Linked DNA regions of Zea mays: region 1 is linked to region 2. A link is a contact called in public Hi-C data. All regions are on one chromosome and are shown on one strand. Each heading gives the region's core, a stretch centred on a gene start, on an enhancer-like site or on the middle of the called end of the contact. The rest is flanking DNA. Distances are from core to core; before and after follow the strand shown.

Region 1 (5,794 bases), core at 2,802-5,301, 130 kb before region 2:
ACTATGAGATCTACCTTCATTAGCTGACCCCTAACACTATCGTTAGGCTGAGCATCTTCATCTGGGCTCTTCGAAGCCAAGGAATGGACCCGAATGCTGAAGTCTGCCGAGTGCATGAGCTACATTATCAGACGAAGGCCAGAGAAGACAGACTACATGAAAATTTTAGCTGTTATAACTTCGCGTATCGCAAGGATACAAAGGCCCAGTGCTCAGCTATCGCACCAAGTGGCCAATCGGCTAAAAAAGTGAATGGTTCTATATTAAGGCCGATGAGAAGAAGAGGGAGAAGTTGAAGACGATAATCCTGAGCCCACTGAGTTTAAGCTTCGGACTGACTAGGCCCCTGTGCCGCATGACATCGGGGTCACCATGCCAACAAGCTGTAGCAGAATTCAGGGTGGTGGCTGAACAAATCAGCACTAGAGATTTAGTGCAAGAATACCTAGCCAACAAGGTATTTCCAACATTGAGTGAATGGAGTATGCCGAAGCTGAAGGGAACGAAGAAAAAGAATGAACTTGTTCGACTGCCCTATCGCTTCAAATTTGAAAAACAATTCAAAGGGTCATGCAAGAGTGGTTAGAAATGATAGAAACTATGTGCAACGAAATTTTGGGTAATTATACCAAAAAAGAAGATCAACTGATGACTGCAGCCTTCGGCACCCGACCAAAATGAAGGTTGAATCGGGTAATGGACGCTTTAAACTTTGAATACCCTGACTATGAACGACTAAGCAAGGGTGCCGAAGGTCCAAAAAGAAAGAGAGTTGTCAGTGTTTTGAGCAGACAGGCTGCTAGGATGGTGAAAGAGGACGAAGAAGCTCTAAAAAAGAGAAAAACCAGTCCTGAGCCGAAGATAGCTGCTTCAAAGAAGAGAAAGGTTGCAGCTCCGGAGCCAAAAGCAGCTGCGATAGAAGAGGAAACTCCTTCAACGCCTTCTGCTGCAGAAGTAGAAGAAATTCTAAAGGTAATGACCGAATCCTTACCTATCAAGCTGCTAAGTCCACTAGGGCCGCAACTGACGAAGCTTTTACAAAAGAAGGACAAGCCTTCAGCAACCAAGAAGGCGGTTGGGCCAAAAAGGCGGAGGATTGTTACAGTTATGCAAGCTATTGAGGAGACGCCACCGCCGGCCTTAGTGTCAAAAATGACACCAGCTGCCGAAGCTACAACTGCCAAAACTACTAATCTAGAGAGCACATTATCTGATATTGATAAAGTGCTCTTGGAGATGGCCGCGGAAGAAGCTGCTGCAGCTACCGAAGAAACCCTGGCCACAGTGCCTGAAAAAGGGAAGGAAATCGCCGAAGATATTTCGGAGGAAAAAGGCTTCAATTTTCAAAATATAATTGGTCAAGAATTATCCAAGGCTGAGAAAGAGGAGCTGCAGGAGTATGTTATATCCTATGGCTACCAGCCAAGAGCGATGCTCTTCGGCGGAATTAATGAAGAAGCCCTAGGATGTATTCGAGATCGAACTGGAGCAAAGATTATCAACACTCTGTCGAAGAGTGTTTGTTTTCCAAAGCTTGAAGCTGACATCAGTCACTATCGACGACAGCATATCGTCGGCAGTTTATTCTATTCTAATTTCAAGGTAAAATTTTTTTCCTCAGCTTTTTATTATTTTACGATGAAGGTGATTTCTGATGAAGGTTGTTTTGCACAAAGTATGCTACTAAGTAAAGCCTTGAGGATGCAACGGGACCTCTAAGATAAGAAAAATGAGGTTATCATTAAAGGCTTGGAAAGTAAAATCAAAGATCATGAAGCTGCTCTTGAAAAGAAAGATTTTGTTCTTCAAACAATGGAGGGTTCACTGTCAGAAGCCCAAGCCGAAATTGCTAGATTGAACAGTGAACTCCTGCTGAAGTCAGAAAGCTTTGAGCAAGAAAAGAAGAATTTTGATGTGAATCTTGAAGCCGAAGTCGAAAAGAGTTCGAATTTGCAAAAATCCTTGAAAGAGCTTCAGGACAAATGCCTAAACTTCGACAACTAGTGCGTGCAACGGCTGAAGCAGGTCTTCAACTCAGTTGGAGCCAGTTCTGAAAAATTTGAACCTTCGGTTGAAGACCTATCAAGCACCTTTGAACATATTGAGGGCGAAGTTGATGCACTTGACGAAGTTATAGCTGGGCATGGTGACTTCTGTGCCCTGCTAGCTTCTCGCGGCACAGCTGTTGCTTTTATGAAGGCTGGTTGCACGCATGGAAAAATTGTAAACAGGCTAAACTCCAGTCTATCAAAGTAGACTTGACTGACATCCCTAGCCTGGCCCGAAGCATTGGAAATAGATTTATAACACAAATCTGGACGAAGGGGGGGCGAGACTTAGCTGGTGACGAAGCTCGAAGTCATCTCAAGCCGGTATTAAATTTGTACCTGTTGCTTACCTTCTCCTGAGATTTCTATTTACCTTATACCGCTTTGTTATGTACAGGATGACGAAGCCAAAGATCATTGATCCGAAGCTTGACGGATACTGATGAAGCTGCTACAAAAAGCTCTAGAGAAATTTTGAATTAACTTTGTAAAAGATATTGTAATTTAGGAATTAAACACTGCTCTGTAAATTTGTCCATACCTTGTAATATATTTTTACCTTTTCATCCATGTATGAACTGCTTTGATGTGGACGAAACTTGTATTTTTTGAGTCGAAGGCGAAAAACACCTTCCCTTCTTTTCGTACACAACGAAGCATATCTTTGCTTCTTTGTACTCATCGAAGCTTTGTCATTAAAGCCGAAGCATCTGTTTGTATTCTATGTTATGATGATGATAATCCTATGAATGTCTAAATGAATGTGTATGAGTGCAATGAATGAGGTGATGTAACGTGCAAATGAATGTCCAAACACACGCTTACGAAGCCACACCCAGACTCTGCATCTCCTTAGGAACGACTTTGGAGTCTTCTTCGCCGCTTATTTTTCGGTGTTCACTGTTTATTTTTCGGTGTAAGTTCTGCATCCCCTTAGGAACGATTTTATAACTTCTTCGCCTTCTATTTCGGTGGTATAAGTTCTGCATCCCCTTATGAACAACTTTTGAACTTCTTCGCCTTATATTTCGGTGGTATTTGGCTCTGCATTCCCTTGGGAACGACTTTTGAGCAAAAAACTTACGCTGCGCTCCCTTAGGAACGACTTTTTGTAGCTTCGTCGTGCTCTGCATCCCCTCAGGGACGACTTTTGAGCTTCTCCCTGCTTTTTTTTTTCTCTCTGCACTCGATGGTGCATGCTCAGATTTTACATTTTACATTCTTTTGGGGGATTTGCTCTCGTGGAGCTAAATAAGAAAAAATTACAAGCTATGGCCCCATTAAAAACCTTTCTCCCCCTTTGGAAAGGAAAAGGGTGCCATGGGAAAAATGAAAAAGATTACATCAAATTACACATAATATCGTCGAAGCTCATCCGCATTCCAAGATCTAGGAATGTCGTTGCCGTCCATATCCTTCAATCTATAAGAACTGGGCCTTGATGAAGATACCACCAAAAAAGGTCCTTCCCACTTCAGCTGCAATTTGCCTACTGTGTCCGGATTAGCCACTCTTCGAAGCACCAAATGCCCTGGCTTAATATTTTTCAACCGAACTTTTCTGTCATGCCATTTTATTGTTTCGGCTTGATATTTATTGATATTCAAAGTCTGGTTCCTTCTATAGTATCTTTTGCTACGTGATAATCATCTTCGTCTTCTGCCAAAGCTGCTGTTCTTATTGACCCTTCTTTAGCTTCTTTTGTGGTTATTAGGACTGGGCAAAAAACCCGTTACCCGATTCCCGAACCCAGATTTCCCGAACCCGAACCCAGAATCCCGGGTACCCGAAGTTAGTTTGGGAAATTCGGGTATGAACTCTAGAAACCCGAACTTATTTTGGGATTTTCGGGTTTTGTCATGCGGTACCCGATGATCCCGAACTACCTGACCCAATTTTGCAATGTTGTGTTTTGCAGCCCAGCGCTCCAGTCTCTAGCCCAGCCCACAGGCGAACAGTCAGTGGTAGAGCGACTCAGCGGCCCAGTCCCACAGGCGGAGAGCGTAGAGTCGCTCAGCCACAGACTAGCCTCCTCAGCGCCCGCCGCCTAGTCCTCAACCACTGCTCACCTGCTCTTATGGCGTGAGCGCGACTGCTCTTGCTCGGCTGCTGCTCCTGGCCTCTATGCACTCCGCTGCCAGATGCCTAGACCAGTAGACCCCTAAGGCGGAGGCCCCGACGGGCAATGGCTGGTCGGCGCCGGACTCCAAACTCCATTGCATGCCACACTACGTTCTGCAACTTCTCCCAACCAGAGCTGTAGAGCAGGCGCCAGTTCCCATGTGTGTTTGTTGCCATAGTGCTTCACTGCTTCGTGTGAAGTTGGTTAAACTAGACCATTATGTGCCCGCATTTTTCTAGATTATAAGCCTGTTAATGTGTATTATGTGTTGTATGGTTCTTGAGATCGGGAGAATTGGGAATACCCGGTACCCGAACCCGAAATTTCGGGTACCCGAAATTTCGGGTAATGATTTGTCAGGGTCTATTTCGGGTAAGATTTTTCAGAACCCGAATTTATAATTACCCGAAATATCGGACCCGAATTTTTCGGGTAACCCGATTGCCCAGGCCTAGTGGTTATGGCTTCGTCACCAAATAATAATTTGAACGGTGTAAAACCTGTTGATCTTGATATAGTTGTATTGTGGCTCCACACCACTTTAATCAACTCATCTGGCCACTTTCCTCTGGGCTGATTGAAGATTAGCTTCATTATTCCCATCATTATAATGCCATTTGCTCTTTCGACCAGACCGTTTGACTCCGGATGCCTAACTGATGCAAAATGAATCTTCGTGCCATTCCGATCACAGAAATCCTTGAAAGTTTCAGCATCAAATTGTGTTCCATTGTCCACAGTTATAGCCTTCGGCACGTCGAAGCGACAAACAATATTTTGCCAGAAGAATTTTTGGACTGTAACCGAAGTTATTGTAGCCAAAGGCTTCGCTTCAATGCACTTAGAAAAATATTCTACAGCCACCACAACATATCTCAAATTGCCTTGCGCTGGTGGAAGTGGGCCTAACAAATTTAGGCCCCATCTTTGCAACGACCAGGTGGGCTGTATTAGCTAAGTGAGAGATGAAGGTTGTTTCTGGTCTCTTGCACATTTTTGACAATTTTCACATTTCTGAACTAGCTTTGCTGCATCCAAAGCTGCCTTCGGCCAGTAAAAACCTTGTCTAAACACTTTTCCCAGTAAGGGCCTAGACCCAATATGAGATCCACATAGACCTGCATGTATCTCCTTCATTAATTCAATACCTTCAGCTCTTGATAAACACTTGAGGAGTGGAGAATAGACTCCATGTTTATATAATTCCCCTTCTATTATCACATACAGTCTTGTCCTTGCTTCCATTCTCTTATTATAAGCTTCGTCATCCGAAAGACAATTACCTTGGAGGAAAGATATAATTTCAGTCCTCCAATCTTCACTATGTACTGGAGAAATAGCAAGCACTGCTCTCTCCATGAGTTCAACCGAAGGTGCCTTTATTGTTTCAAAAAATACTTCCAAAGGTAGAGGGAGCCCCTGAGCCACTGATTTGGCTAGCAGATCTGCATGCTCATTTTCACCTCTTGGAATATTCTTGAGAGAAAAACCTTCGAAAGAAGCCTCCAACCTTCGAATTGTATCCAGATATTTTTCAAGCTTCGGGTCTCTTGCCTTGCTACTTTTGTCTACATGGCCAGAAATGACTTGAGAATCAGTTTTCAGGATGGCTCTTCTTATTCCC
Region 2 (5,784 bases), core at 1,446-3,945:
AAAGGGAACTGGGAATGGAAAAGGCGTTGAAAAGTCGATGCAAAGAAGCTAATACTCATACCTTCAAGTTTATATGAATGCCCTCGTTTGCTTTGTTTCCTTGGTGAACTCTGCTTGCAAATGCTGGAATGTAGTGCCCAGCATAAGATTCTCCAGTTATAAAGAAGTCATTCTTTGCAAATTCTGGGTGCTTCTTAAAGAACACCTGAAATAGCAGTTTAGAGCAATTAAATAACACCCATGAGAGGCTATGACTCTTTTGTTTTTTTCCTAAATGAACCCAACACAATCAAACAATAAACCGACAGCCTAAATTTATTAATTATTATTCTGCTAGAGGAACCCTTCCCTTCCATTCGATGCCAATTGAGATCGAACTTTTAGACCACAATAGCGAAGGCGATTCATGATCTTTACTACCTCTAATGAAGTAATTCAGCCATATTTTCCATAACCCTTTATTTTTTATGCAAAAAGGACCCTCTGAGCCTTGCTAGCATCTAAGGGCACCAATCAGCACAATGGATTTTCTAAGGGGGTGTTTGAATGCACTAAAACTAATAGTTAGTAGACTAAAAATTGTTAGTAGAATTAGCTAGCTAACAAATAACTAATCAACTATTAACTAATTTACCAAAAATAGCTAATAGCTGAAATATTAGCTAGAGTGTTTGGATACCTCAACTAATTTTAGCCACTAACTATTATCTCTAGTGCATTCAAACACCCTCTAAAAATCATGTGTGTGACCGTTCTTTCCTGAAATGATTAAGAGCAGAGTCCCTCCTGTATTTAAGAAAATGTGTGTGCGCACGTGTTAGTTTCTCCTTCTGACCTCAACTACTTCTAAAAATGATCTGACCAAACTTCTATGGTGTCATCGCACAGCACATGGAATTGATGCAATAAAAGAAAGAAAGCACAACAGCCAGACAGAATTGACACAAAAGTAGCACCTGGAGAAAGTCATATAGGTCATTGCTGACACCAATCTCATCATGACGAGTATCACGATCATCAGAGCTGTAGCTAAAGCCAGTTCCGGTTGGCTGATCAACAAATATGATATTTGAGATCTGCAGACATCAAATCATATCAGAAACAGAGGAAATTGACATGATCTATGTAACTCAACATAAGGTGGGACCTGTACAGCAATAAGAAATTACTACAATGATATACTGAATTTAGCAGTCTCTTTTTCTTTTTTTTTCTTGCCTGCGCAAGATGAATTTAGCAGACACTTTCTGGAAATTGGGAAACAACTCTCTAAACAGTTAAGCTGCACTACTATAGTAAGCATACTTGCTGCTGCTGGACTTGTAATTGTAGCTAACTAATACCGTGGGGCTATTGGAAGTTGGTTGATTAAGAGGGCCCAATAAGGTTCTGTTCGTTTCCTTTCAGGATTATATAATCCAGCTTATGGATTATTATAATCTAGATATCTAGATTATATAATCCACTTAATAATGTGTTGTTTGTTTACCTCTCAATTTATTTAAGCTAGATTATATAATCTAATAGGATAAACAAACAGGGCCTAAGTAGATAAAGACAGCAAACATGGTGAGCTGATTATAACCGATTACCTAAAGTTAGTAAATACAGTTAAATATAGATAGTAGTACTAGTAACTAATATGCCTATTCTGGTTTATGGACAAGAAAACATTTTCTTCAACAAATGCTAGCAGCTCCAACAGAAACTTTAAAAGTGACCTTATTTTCACTAACGGCTTAACCTGACTATTGCTACCATAGTGAACATAGGTTGAAGTAATTAAGCTCTGTCATTTTCTTCTTAAAACTGACTGCAAGCAAAACTGGAATGTTCAGTTTGCAACTTTGCTACTCTAACGAGACAGGGGATCATAAAAGAGGTACGGTTTCATTACTTACCGTGTCCCAACCGAATTTGTTCCAGACAAGCGACATGTTGTTGGCAATGGTGAAGGGCCCATTCTCGTAGAAGACGGCCAGCTCGCTGCTGCAGCCGGGCCCTCCGGTGAGCCAGATCACGACGGGGTCGTCCTCCTTCTTCTTGCCCCTCGATTCGAAGAAGAAGTAGAACATTCTGCAGCGATCCAGGCACCACAAAGCGGCGTTCAATTCAATGTCGCGAAAATCGCTCGCTCTATTTATCGCCAAGCAGCACACGCAACGGGAAGGAAAAAAAAACGCGTCTTTTTTGGTCTCATCTAAATCCAAGGCTCTGGACTGCCGTTACAATGTTGGAATCTCAATTTTGTCTCGTTCACAGAGACAAAACCGAAATCCTAAGCCAAAGACCCAAGCTTTACTGCACAACCGCCGGGGCTGCTCACCTGGCGTCGTGCGTGTGCGGCAGGCGGAAGTATCCGGCGTGGTGGCCGAGGTCCCCGACGCCGGCGGGCGCGCCGGGCAGCCGGACGCGACGCTCTAGGAGCTCCCCGGGCGCCACGCTGGGCCCGTCGCCGCCGCCCGCGGCCGGCCCCGCCTCCTTCTCCTTAGGCAGGAGGTTGAGCGCGCGGATGAGCCGCTCCGCCTGCGCCGCCGGGAACGTGGCGTCGCGGGGCAGGCGGAGGCCGCCTTCTCCGGCGGCGGCGGCGGCCTCCGCCGCGACGGCGACGGCGACGGCGGCGAGGCAGAGGAGAGCCGGGAGGCGGGAGGACGCCATCGCCATTTTTGCCATCGTGGGGAGAGAGAGTGGGTTCGTGGGGGTATTGGATGCAACTTGGCAGCTGCTTCTCCTCCGGTTTTATAGCTCGCGTGGGGCGTTGAATTGCGTTGGCGTTTGAAACGCTGCTCCCTCTCGTCAGGTTTATTTGGTGGTTTCAGAATTCAGAGTGGCTGGCAACCAAAACCAAGCTTTGCTTGCAAGCAGAGACCAAGGAGATTCCTTTCGTTTGTGGCTTTCGTGAAGACTTGGCGTACACCTACTACTACTACTTCACGGTGATATGTCAGTGTGACTGGTGTCAGTTCCGCCGACACCCAGGAACTCGTCATCATCAGGGGCATTCCTTCAGGCCACGGCACGCTTGGTGTGCTTTTGCTTCGCTCTTCTCCCCGCCCTGCTTTCCGGTCAGCTATCGTAACTGAACGAACTGCGGCAGCGTTTCAGTTCAGCCACCATACTTTGCAACTGAATCACTCATGCATTGCGTTCTATATGTGCAATACTCACTCCTCAGTTACACCATTTTTCTTTTCTTTTCTTTCATCATGCAATGCAAGCTGTTGTGCAGCCTAGCTTGACTACTGAATCTCCTGCTGTGCCAGTGTCAGTTTCACATGCAGTATGGTAACGGATGTGGTCGAACGTGATGTGGTCGAACGTGATGTGAATCTTCAAGGGCAGCCTGCTTGCTTTTGGGTTGGCTTGCAAGTCTATCTACTGAAAGGGAGGAAAGAAGGTAACGGATGTGGTCGAACGTGATGCTGCCTCATCGCCGTCACCGAGCAAGCTGATAGCTGCAAGCATGACATGATGATTTGTTGAGCACTTGAGCTGGTCGAGTAGATTCCGCGTGACGCTATTCTTGGTTCCGCGCGCGCCCCAAGATGCGTGGACGCATGCATGCAGCGTGCTTCGGGAAGGATCTATATATATACCACTGATTATTGGTTGCTTTGCTTGCCGCTCCATCCATCCATCTCGATCGGACACATTAATCTGCAGGCTCATGTTGCTTCGCTTCCGCTGCTAGCAAACCTCAAATAGCTAGCGCGGTAGCATGCAGCCTGATCCAGAGAAAGCAACTTGTCACTGTTAGCTTCTATGTGCCTAAGATCCATTTAAGCTCATATTCCTAAGTTCCTAACTAGAATACCAATCCGTAACTACAAATCCTCGAGAACGAGTAGATCTCTTCTACTGAGAGTAATATGGTAATGTACCTTTGTCGTTGTTGTGTTGACGCGTACTAGCGAGGTGGTGGTGGAGCGTGGTCGTCGCCATCACGTCACCTCTATTGCCCTTGCAGAGGAACAACAGACACCGAGATCTAAGCCAACGTAGGTTGTCACGCTCACTCCGACGTCTAGGCTATGGGTCCTATATATGGATTAGGGTTTAGGGCGAAGTACTAGCGTTGTCTTTCTTACGACTCCTTAATCTTTTATATAACGTCGTGACCGGGGGCTCAACCTAAGGTTAGCGTGGGCCCTCCCAATCAAGGGTCTGATTAGGAGATGGTTAGTTAAGTTTAGCCTAATCTGATCATTGATGACCGACTGTAGATGACACATCTAACGGCCACCTCAAATCTAAATGGCCCAAGACAATCTGCCAGGTGATCCAACTAACACTCACAGGTGATCCAAGACAATCTGCCATGCCAAGCACTTGCAAACATATATAACATGAAGTACGACTTCGGCCTGGCTTGGTACGGTGGCCCAACTAAGACGCAGCCTGTTGTTGCCAGTGTGCTATTATTTGTCACCTGGATTTGGCACGAAGAGAACGGAGAAGAGCAAGATCTGGCTCTATCATCTCGTGCAGTGCGTTCCTGAGTGACGAAGAAGGTATATTGCATAAGTTAAATTTTGTTCCGCTCATATAAACACAATTCTGTTGCACCCATATGAGTTCAGTATAATTTTACTATAATGATTGTAGCAAATACGTACATGTCGAATCCTACTGAGAGTAGCAGCATGTCGTTAATTTCTTCGCTATGGATTTTATGGATTGAATTAACCATGAAAATACCTAAAATCTCCACGGTCTAAAAAATTGATGTTTGGCAATTTTCTGCAAGTTATTTTGTTCTTACATTAGGAACGACTGTTATGCAAGCAGTCCTTAGGGCATGTACAATAGGTGTCTTAAGTTGTGTCTTAGAGTGTGTCTAGGAGGGTGAATGTAAAAAAACTCAAGGCATGTATCTTGATGAAGACACAATGTCTTAGCTCTATGTTCGAGACAGGAGACTAGCTGATTGGTCACTTTAATTTATTGAATGCTCTGATTGGTACAATGAATATGGTAAGACACATATTTTAGACATGACCACTGTATTATGTTGTGTTTTAGTTGTGTCTTATACTTGGAGTACCGTGCAGCAGTGTCTAGGTTGTACATGCATATGCAAGCGTGCAAGCAAACCATCTGATCCATTAGATTACGATCCAACCACAGATACAACCATGATTTGTTAGGGTTTTTTTATAAAGATTATTGAGCTGGTGGTGAAGGGTTTAAGTGTTAAATGTGATCTACGGTTGGATCACGATCTAATGGATTAGATGGTTTGCTTGCACGCTTGCACAGAAGGACTGCTTGCATAGCAGTGGTTGCCCTTGCATTAATGGGGTGTTTGAATGTACTATAACTAATAGTTAGTGACTAAAATTAGTTGATACATCCAGACACTCCTAGCTAATAGTTCAGGTATTAGCTATTTTGGTAAATTAGGCTAACTCCAACAATGGGTAGCCATATTGCCCAGCCATTTCTATCCCTACATTTTTGAGAGCACCTAGAGGGGGGATGAATAGGTGATCCTGTGAAACTTAAACTTATAGCCACAAAAACTTGTTAAGTGTTAGCCCGATAATCGCCAAGTGGCTAGAGAGGAGTCTCAACAAAACACAATACCACAAGAGATCAAACACAGAGATGACACAGTGGTTTATCCCGTGGTTCGGCCAAGACCAACGCTTGCCTACTCCACGTTGTGGCGTCCCAACGGACGAGGGTTGCAATCAACTCCTCTCAAGCGGTCCAAAGACCAACTTGAATACCACAGTGTTTTGCTTTTCCTTTCAATATCCCGTTTGCGAGGAATCTCCACAA

The links. Hi-C and Micro-C count contacts between places; a contact is called where the count stands out from the background.
Region 1: a contact with region 2 is called in a Hi-C map of ear, with 7 times the contacts expected there. The contact joins the enhancer-like site here to the promoter of LOC100279929 in region 2. A contact is called at or near these places in 5 of 25 Hi-C or Micro-C datasets (ear, leaf and tassel).

Annotation. Positions count from the first base shown.
Region 1 is chr5:70,966,435-70,972,228 of Zm-B73-REFERENCE-NAM-5.0, forward strand. It overlaps the pseudogene LOC109939696. Among protein-coding and RNA genes, the nearest start is that of LOC100273430, 86 kb to the left of the region's middle. Within about 2 kb of position 4,052, at least 15 of the 20 cell types and tissues checked have an H3K27ac peak or open chromatin away from gene starts, as enhancers often do. A contact at or near this core is called in ear, leaf and tassel, where this site is marked.
Region 2 is chr5:71,097,569-71,103,352 of Zm-B73-REFERENCE-NAM-5.0, forward strand. LOC100279929 reads right to left here and starts at 2,696. Exons shown (of 9, transcript NM_001152879.1): 1 at 2,327-2,696; 2 at 1,902-2,076; 3 at 957-1,076; 4 at 62-205. The coding sequence starts at 2,673.